Linked DNA regions of Pan troglodytes: region 2 is linked to region 1. Evidence: chromatin contacts called from public Hi-C data. All regions are on one chromosome and are shown on one strand. Each heading gives the region's core, a stretch centred on a gene start, on an enhancer-like site or on the middle of the called end of the contact. The rest is flanking DNA. Distances are from core to core; before and after follow the strand shown.

Region 1 (5,115 bases), core at 681-3,180:
CAGACCATGGAACTCACGCTGGGCGGCGCCCTTGCCCACGTCAGCAGCCAACCTGGTCCTAGCAAAGTCCAGCGGGTAGACAAAGCAAAGGGAGGTGGCCCCAGCGGCCCCACCGGACGCCAGGTTACCAGCAAAGTAGCGCCAGAACTGCTTATGCCGATCCACACCCCCTAAGAAGAGCTGCTTGTACTTGTCCTTGAAGGCGAAGTTGAGAGCTTGGGTGGGGAAGTAACGGATCACGTTGGCCAGGTTACCCCTCCAGAAGGAGAGGAAGCCCTGCTCCTTAGGGATTCTCACCACACAATCAATGATCCCTTTGTACTGCTTCTCAGCACTGATCTGTTTGCTGGCATGCTGGACCTGGTGGAGGGGAGGGTGGGTGACAGAGGACAGGCAGGGCAGAGAGAAGGGAAGAGGACAGGAGAAAAAAGGTTTGCACTTCCTAGATTTTTTTTTTTTTTGAAGAAAAAAAGGATGAGGAAATCAAACGGATATTGAGGACGTGTAAATCGATACTGTTATCCATGTTAGTTACTGGATAACAAGCCAAAATAATCCAATGTTGCTTCAATTATTAGGGTATTTGAGGGAAAAGGTGTTGCCCCAAATAAACTGAAAAGGTGATTGAATTATATAAAGCTATAGCCATTTATTTATTTCACTTTCCCTAGGTTTGAGAACTGTATGAGGGGCTTACTGGGGGACAGAAATGAGTAACACTCCCTGCTTCAAAGGGCTTTGGATTTAATAGACATGATGGCCAAAAAATGACAATTTCTCAGTGTCACTCTGATCACCCTGGAGATGAGGCTCTCTACTAGATGCTCTAATAGAGGAAGGAGAATAAATCCACTAAACATTAGGCCTCCAAAGTTTTCAAGCAGATAATCCAAGTAATCAATTATTGAGGGTTTGCTGCCGTTGTGAGCAATTTGTGGGGGTTTTGTTGTTAGTAATTTTGACTCCCAAATTGGGCTCTTCCTCATTGAGGGGCCCTGACCTTTTGGGCAGGTGGAGGAAAACACGAGAGGATGATAAACCATTCAGAGACCAGGTAGGGGAGGAAAAGATTTGGAGACAGGATGATCTAAGTTTATTCCGAAAATTGTTTCTTAATATTTCAAAACCTCAGCTTCATCTGTAAAATGGAGAAGAATAACTGTCTCACAGAGGTTACATAAAGATGAAGGCGTCAGCCTACATACAGCATTGTGCATGAGATACGATAAGGGAATTCTTGGGTGATGATTATTTTGATGTTTTTATTGTAAAGGTGCGTGCGCATAAGACGGTGCCAAAAATACTGGCAATCACTAGGTGCCTCCGGGCCTGAGTGCACGCCCGTGCTGTCACGGGCGCAGGATCTGGCACACGTAAACCGGCTCCGGGTGGGTTTCCATATATAGACACCCGAACGCCGGGCGCCACCCGACACCAGGAATCTGCGACTGACGCTGGACCTGTCTCTACGCAGAGGGCACCTTCTTCCCCCGCAGGCGGGCGGGCGGGCGCCCGGGCCTGTGGCCTGGCGCAGATTTTCCTTGGCGCCCCGCGCCCTGCAGCTCGCGCCGCATCGCGCGCCCCGCCCGGCCCGCCGCGCCCGCGCCCGCGCCCGCGCCCGCGCCCGCCTCTTGCACCGCGCGGTCCTCACCTGCAGCAGCAGTTTGACCCTCTCGATGGGGGCGACTGCGGTCTTGGAGACGGCAGCGGCGACGCCCCCGGCCAGGAAGTCCTTTAGGAAGCTCCAAGCGTGATCACCCATGGTGACAGCTCGACGCTCTCAGCCCGCAGGCAGCCCGCTCGTGCTCTCGCCCACGCCCGGCCTGGCACCGCCGCGCAGTCCCCGACCCCGCGCGACGCTAAGGGGCCGCCGCCTGGCCCGCAGCTCCCCCTTATATCCCCGCCGGGCTCTCGCGAGAGGAGGCGGGTCGCGGCCGGCGCTCGCGCCGCGCATTGGCTGGGCAGGTGCGAGGCGCCCCCTCCTCCCAGCTGCAGAGGGCATCGGGGGCGAAGGCGCTTCCGGGAGCGAGGCTGGGCCGGGGGCTGTCCCTGCAACTTGGGACGTTTAAAGGGCACATTCATGTTATCTGTCCCGCCGAGCCCAGGGAACACCGTGTCACCGCGGCATGTGGGCCGCGTATTTATAGCACAGGCAGCCTTAGGCCGGGGCGAAGCCGGGGCAGACACCCGGCCGCTGCCGCCGGTGGAGAGTTCTTGACCCTCCGGCCTGCACGGGCCGCGCTCAGGCCCAGGGATTTCGAGCTGTTTCCTCCTGCTTGCATCTAAAGGCGCCCCCAACCAGAGCTCACTGCCTGGATATGGGCCTTTTTAGAGCCGTGCGCTCCCGAGAATAAATGGCAGTCCTCTCAAATAGATACTAAGGTCACCTGATGCTGTGATTGCCTCATAGAATCTGACAACCTGCTGCCTCTCATTTCTTTTCATTCAATCGTTCTTTCAGTCATTCATTCTGCTATTACATATTGATGTGTCTGGCACTCAGTGCCCACAGGAAAGACCTGGTGCAGGGGACCACTAGGTGAATTCATACTTGTTTTTGCAAAACTCTGTGACTCTAAAACATAGGACACTTCTTTTGTAAGCCCCTAAAGGGTTTAATGTACCACTCTGCTCTCAGCGGAATTTCAGCACATATTAGGGCAGAATGTTCTGTCAGCCGGTGCCTTCTTGAGGGTCAGTGCTGTCAGCCTTCCAGAAAAGATCCAGTCCTTGGCTGTATTTGCCTCTTTTTAATGACAGCTGGGGTTGAGGAAATGCTATTTAATCCCAGGAAATTAATTGCAATTAATTTCTTAAAATATATAAATTTGAGCTTTAATTTTCCTTAGCTTGTTTTTTAGGCAGTTCATGTAACCATACAGGTTTTCAAATACAACTGTTCCTTCCCCTAGAATGACTGCAATTAGTTTTTAACTTTAAACTCTTTACTCAATTATCTTCCCATGTTTGCTAATTTTCATTTGTACCTTTAACAAAGTTTATTCATTGTTTTTATAAGCTTTTTTTTTTAATATTTGCTGACATCATGTTAGAGGTTCATGGAGCTGCAGCTGCGTGTCACCCTGGGCCTGGAGACTTTGGTATAGCAGAAGTCACTAAGGTTCCAGGGCCACAGAGGGCATGCGTTTATCTAAGAGTGGGGCAGGCTAGAGTTCCGAAATCCAGGTAAGCAGAATGAAAGCTAGAAACTAGTGGAAAGTTGCCAGAGGTCAGAGCAGACAGAAGTCAAGAACTCGGAAGAGACAAACAGATAAACCATGTATGTGTTCATTCAACAGACTCTTGCTGAGCATGTACTGTGTACCAAGAACTAAGTGTAGCCCTGTGGATTGAATATAAGTAGACATGGCCCATCTCCAAAGACCTTACAGTTCAGTATTCGTCACTTGCTCCACTTTATCAAAACTTCACTTACTGATTTCCATGGATCAGCATAATCCACACAGTAAACCTTTTTAATTATAATAGCGTACTGTATCCCATCCTGTAATATAGAGCACTTGCTTTTATACCTCCATTTTCCTTTTAGTTGTGCATTAGAATTGTGTCTTATTTTTATGATGAAAAATAGGCCGGGTGTGGTGGCTCATACCTGTAATCCCAGCATTTTGGGAGGCTGAGGCTGGCAGATTACCTAGGTCAGGAGTTCCAGACCAGCCTGGCCAACATGGCAAAACCTCATCTCTACTAAAAATACAAAAATTAGCCTGGCGTGATGGCTCGTGCCTGGAATCCCAGCAGCTCAGGAGGCTCAGGCACGAGACCCCCAAGAGGCAGAGGTCATGGTGATCTGAGATCACTCCACTGCACTTCAGCCTGGGCGACAGAGAAAGACTCTGACTCAAAAAAAAAAAAAAAAGAAAAGAAAAGAAAAGAAAGAAAGAAAAGAAAACTAATACTGCTATATTGAAACTTACACAAACTTCATTTTCTCCTCTAAGTTTTTTCTTCTCATATATTTCCCAAATGGAATGGATAGATTTAAGATTTTTAAAGTTTTATAGCTTTTGCTAGATATTGACAAATTGCTCTTCAGAAATACCAACCCACCAGTTATATAGATGGGCTTTCTCTCACACTGTCCTCCAACACTGGCTTTAAAAAAATAGAGAGTTGGTTATTTGTGAGTTATTTATGAGTTTTCGTTTGTATTTACTTAATTACTATGATGCTGTATATATTCCATATGATTCAATTTAATTTGACAGTTTGACAAGGTTTCCCTTTTGTATAAACTTTTAATCTTCCTTGACTACTGCTGGAGTGAAAGCAGAGTATTTATATTAACAACAATTCTTTATATATTTGGGACAATAAATATGTGTTGAATGTTTTTCATTTTGTTGTTTTCCTTTTGATATTTATTATATCATTCTATTAGTGTTATGAACAGATCTATGGTATGATGATGATCTATTTCATGTTCTGATGTAAATGTATCTCTTTTATAGATATAGCAGTCTATTTACTCTAGTACATATATCAGTTTTTTTCTTCTACTTTGAGTAGCTATTTTTAAAATGTCTAACACTACGTTTTATATTGTATGGAGGTATGGGTCTAATTTCACTTTTCTCCATATCATGCTTGGGTATCCCAATACTAATTCTTAAGCAGATATTTTCTTCTCTCCATTATTTGTCTTATATTACTAAGTCTAGTTTGTCATATATTAAGTTCTCATAATAGCTTTAATTTATGAAATATCCACACTATGACATCTTTATTTGATCTTCATTTTTTAAAAATAGGCTGATATATGATTCTACAATCACTTAAAAAATAAAGTTTTATCTGCTTATATGTCTGCATTTATTTTTACTATCAAGTTGTTCAATTGTTTAAACATCACCAGAAGATTTTAAATAGACATTTAAACTAAATTAAATATTAATTAATATATGAATTCAGGAAGTATTATCATCTTTGTTACACTTAATTTTACCAATCAGAGATTTGGATATTTTCTAAATGGGAGATATATTTCTCCTTGGCTACTCTCCAGTTATCCTGTTCTATAGAAGGAGTCATAGCTGGAATCCTTGACAAGTGGTTTTCCATGGAAACTCATACACTGTCCTCTGCTTCCATGGA
Region 2 (4,675 bases), core at 1,500-3,999, 890 kb before region 1:
AAAATTCTAAGCCCTTCAACCAACTGAATGGACCCTTCCTCTTGGCCAAGGGCATTCCAAAGTTAACCTGATCAACGAGTTTGGGCCATGATGGGAAGGGGTGTTTGGATATGCTTTGTTGTACCCTCCTCCCTGTGGCATCCAGCCCAGCTGACCAGCATTAACATTAAAACAGAGACCTTACGACTGACAAAACACACACTTTCTAGCAATAAGATACCAACATGACAGAGCAGGCCTTAAAGAAACGGAAGTATTTCTCCCCAAAATATATTTCTTTGACATATTTTGGAATGGTCCTGTAAAGCTGTCTCTTGTGGGGAAAATCTATATTCTGTAGAGAACCCCCTTTCCCTTACCACATCTTTTCCCTGATCCAGGAGAGAATTAACTAAAGTCTGGCACCTTTTTAAGTCTGGTAACAAACATTTACAATCTGTTCTCTCTGAAGCCTGCCACCTGGAGGCCTCGTCTGGATAAGAAGAAGCTTGGTCTCCACAACCCCTTGTCTTAACCCAGACACTCCTTTCTACTGATTCCAGCTCTTTAGATAATAACCGGACTCTTTCAACCAACTGCCAATCAGAAAATCTTCAAATCCACTTCTTCTGCCCCTGCCAATGTGAGTTGTTCTGCCTTTCTGGACTGAACCAACGTGAACCTTACGTGTATTGATTGATGTCTCATGTGTCCCTAAAATGTACAAAACCGAGCTGCAGCCTGACCACCTTAGGCACGGGACCTCGGGAGACAGTTCCTGGGGCCATGGTCACTCATATTTGGCTCAGAATAACTCTCTTCAAACATTCTATAGCATTTGACTCTTTTTGTTGATGATAAGATTATCACTATGATCTCGGTGTCATTTCACAATCTCCTTTTGCCTCCTACAGTGCTATCCCATCAGTAAAATAGAACATGCAGACGCTGGCTAAGTTTAACTGTGGCTGGGTAGCAAACTCACTCACATCACAGTCTCATGGATTAAACACACGTGACTTCTCAATTTCTCTACAAGTGATCACATCTCACTCCTGAGCCTGAACCTGCCAGCGTTAGGAATGGGGCAGGACTGCGAATCAAGATTTTGTTCAACCGAATTTATTAATTTAAAATCTCTTCTTCAGTAAGTGCTCCGTTTCCTCAATGCTTGGTTGCCCACATTGCCTCTCTCTCCTCTTTCCACCATCTCTCAGCACAAAGGGAACAGAACAACAGTTTGCTCCCCTCCCATCCATTGCATCCTCCTCCTGCTCTACAGCAGCGGGGGTCTCCTGGCCATGCCCTCCAGGCACAAAGGCAGCCCACCTCCCATCCTGGGCCAATCATGTGATCACAGACCTCCAGGCTGAGTTCCGCATATGCTTAAGAGATTCATAAAATTCTCTCTTCTCTCTCTCTTCCTCACTTTTGCTCACTCTTATTCTTTCACTTTTCCTTGCTCTCATCCTCTCTCCAAAGTCTAGCCTATGGTCTTACTGTCTTGCTGCAGACAGCAACAAAAATCAGGTTTGACTGTCCAAGCATATACCTGTAAACTGGAAGAGCAGGAAGCCACTTTTCCCTTGTAGGGGAGGGAAGACAACCCCCCTGCTCTCTGAAGGTTTGATAACTGAGTCTATGAAATACGCAGACAGTAGGCAGATGAGTGGGAGAAAAGGCAAACACATGTATTATATGCACAGGGGCAGCCCAGGGAAGAAAAGTGAGTGCCCAAACCCAGTGTGGTCTGGAAGCCCACAAACCTCTTCCCAGGGAAAGAGGGGAGGTGCGGGAAGCCTGGGGTGAGCGAATGACCTGGGGAAAGGTGAATGGGTGATGCCTGTGACTGAGTCTGCCTGGATGTCCTGTGGACCCCAAGTCTCTCCTGGATAATCCTCCCAGGTTGATGAGATTCCCAGGGAGGAGATGCATGACAATTGAGCTCCTGTTGGAGAGTTGGGTTTTTAGGTGGATAGGCAGATTCAGAGAAAGCCCCTCCCTGCATTGCTGCTCCTCCAGTGCCCTCCATTTGAAGCAATCAGTATATTTTGCGGTCGCATTTCCTGAACCCTTTTACTCTTGGAGCACTGCAACCCACAGCTTCAATGACTGGGACACCCAGAGCATGAAGATTTACGGGAAATGGAAAAATATGCCTTCAAGTACATCTCAAAAGACACTGTGCTCATTATGAACCAGCTACAATATGAAGGGAGATGAGCATAAGGAGTTCTCTTTTTCCTCCCCTTCCTCCTTCGTGAATAGCCTCAAATTTCATTAAAAAATGTCTGAGAGATGTGAGTTTATCCAAATGACACAGCTGTAGGAGGGGAGGTCATTAGGAAGAAGTTCCATGGAAAAGAGGAAAATGAAAGCTGATTGTTACCAATAAATTAGAGTAATTTTCTTAATTTGCTGTCCCTTTGCTTGCTTGTTCATTGCTGGCGTGCCTTATGAAATAAGAAAATCTGACAATTAGTCACTTGGAAGGAGCATGTCTCCACGCCAAGTCCAGGTCTCTCTGCGGCACCAGGGGATTTACTGTTCTCCCTGGGTAGCCAGAAAAGAGCTGAGCAGCCCTCATCTTTGTTCCCACTGGCAGCCTGAGAGGCAGCCTGCAGCAGCCTCCTGCTGTGACCTTTGGGGTGGGGCTGGGAGACAGCGTCTTCATGACTGACCCCATGTCAATCCCTTCCTGGCAAGGGAAGAGGGAAGGCGTACAGGGGCTCTGGAGCCAAGGGAGGGGGGACACCAACAGAATGAGCAAGTCAAACACACACAGCATTACATTCTTCTCGTGCTAAACCCAAGAAAAATCTCCCAGCTCTCACAATGCTCCTTGCTAATCTCCCTTTCTGGCTATTATTCAGCTACTGTGAATCCTTCTCAAGCTTCCAGCTTCCTTTTAGCTGTAGAAAGAGAATGAAAAAAATGTACCCTAAGACCTTGGATTTTTTTTTTTCCTTTTCTGTTGCCAGTGAATCTGTTTGAAAAGCAGCTGGCGCAGGCTGTAGCACTATGTGCCAGCGCTAATGGAGACACTCCAGGCACAGCCAAACATGGGCTTCGTGCAGGCGTGCACTCCCAGGAGGGTGACCTGCCAGTGACACATGTCTCAGATGTGCACTCCTAGGAGGGTGACCTGCCAGTGACACATGTTTCAGACGTGCACTCCCAGGAGGGTGACCTGCCAGTGACACATGTTTCAGACCCAAAGAGGGAGTTTGGAACATTGGAACTATTTCCCCTCTTTATTTTTTTTGGAAGGTCACATACATTTTAAGAGTTCCATGATCAAAATTGCTGCTTCCAAGCAAGTTAACTAGAGCAGACCTCATCTCATCCCCTCCCCGCATTTCCTTTTGGGAAATTCAGGAAGTTGAGTATAAACATGTCTGGACATCTAAGTATTTATTTTTCCATAGAAAGGGCAGTCTTGCTTTTGTTTTGTTCTTACCCAGTTCTTAAAGGGCCTGATCATTTATTCAGCAATATGTATCAAGTGCCAACCATATACTAAACACTGTGGTTTAGAGTGAGGATACCCCAAGGACGAGGTGGACAAAGTGCAAGGCGTGAGTGTTACTGGCAAAACCAAACTCTGTAAAACAGCTGAAGAGGTTTATTCTGCACCAATAGGAGTGGCCATGACTCAGAGAACAGTCTCAAGGGGTCCTGACAGAGGCTGTCTGAGGTGGTCGGGTTATGGCTTGGTTGTATAGATTTTAGGGAGAAAGAAGTTACAGACAAAGACATAAATCAGTACATGTACAGTGTACATTGGTTCTGCCTGGAAAGGTGGGATATCTCAAAGGTGAGACGTGGGGGGCTTATAAGTCATAAGTAGATTCAAAGATTTTCTGATTGGCAATTGTTTGAAACAGTTAAGCTTTGTCTAAAGGCTTGAAGTTGGTAGAAAGAAATGCTTGGATTCACATAAGGGGAGTTGTGGAAGGCAAGGTCCTTGTTATGTAGATGAAGCCTCCAGGTAGCAGCCTTCAGAGAGAATAGATACTGAATGTCTCTTTTCAGAACTTAACAGGTGTCAGACTCTGTTTTTTTTTTTTTTTGAGACAGAGTCTCACTCTGTCGCCCAGGCTGGAGTGCAGTGGCGCGATCTCGGCTCACCGCAAGCTCCGCCTCCCGGGTTCACGCCATTCTCCTGCCTCAGCCTCCCGAGTAGCTGAAACTACAGGCGCCCACCACCACGCCCAGCGAATTTTTTGTATTTTTAGTAGAGACGGGATTTCACTGTGTTAGCCAGGATGGTCTTGATATCCTGACCTTGTAATCTGCCTGCCTCAGCCTCCCAAAGTGCTGGGATTACAGGCGTAAGCCACCATGCCCAGCCAGGTGTCAGACTCTTAGTTAATCTCTCCTAGATCGGGAAAGGCCAGGCTGCATGAATGAAGATTCTCTACAAACTTCCTCCATGAAAGATGGCTTTGAAGGGCCATTTCAAAATATGTCAATGAAATATATTTTAAGGTAAAATACACTTGATTTCCTTCAGAGAGTGCTATCTGTCATATGATGCTATACCAGAGTCAGGTTGGAATTTGTTATCTTATTGCCATGGAGTCTGTTTTGTCAGTGTTATGATCTCTGTTTTCATGTTAATGCTGGTCAGTTGTACCTAAACTCCAAAGGGAGGGGGCATAGCGAGGCGTGTCTGACATCCCTTCCCATTGTG

What was found. A called contact is a pair of places that touch in the nucleus more often than the background predicts.
Region 2: a Hi-C map of stem cell-derived neural progenitor cells shows a contact between it and region 1, with 3 times the contacts expected there. The contact joins the enhancer-like site here to the promoter of SLC25A4 in region 1. A contact is called at or near these places in 1 of 7 Hi-C or Micro-C datasets (stem cell-derived neural progenitor cells) and 1 of 1 datasets of contacts at active chromatin or transcription factors (stem cell-derived excitatory neurons).

The regions. Positions count from the first base shown.
Region 1 is chr3:186,781,580-186,786,694 of NHGRI_mPanTro3-v2.0_pri, reverse strand. It overlaps SLC25A4 (solute carrier family 25 member 4), which reads right to left and starts at 1,930. Exons shown (of 4, transcript XM_517556.8): 1 at 1,652-1,930; 2 at 1-360. The coding sequence starts at 1,762.
Region 2 is chr3:187,672,820-187,677,494 of NHGRI_mPanTro3-v2.0_pri, reverse strand. No RefSeq gene overlaps it. Among named protein-coding and RNA genes, the nearest start is that of TLR3, 44 kb to the left of the region's middle. Within about 2 kb of position 2,749, at least 17 of the 24 cell types and tissues checked have an H3K27ac peak or open chromatin away from gene starts, as enhancers often do. A contact at or near this core is called in stem cell-derived excitatory neurons and stem cell-derived neural progenitor cells, where this site is marked.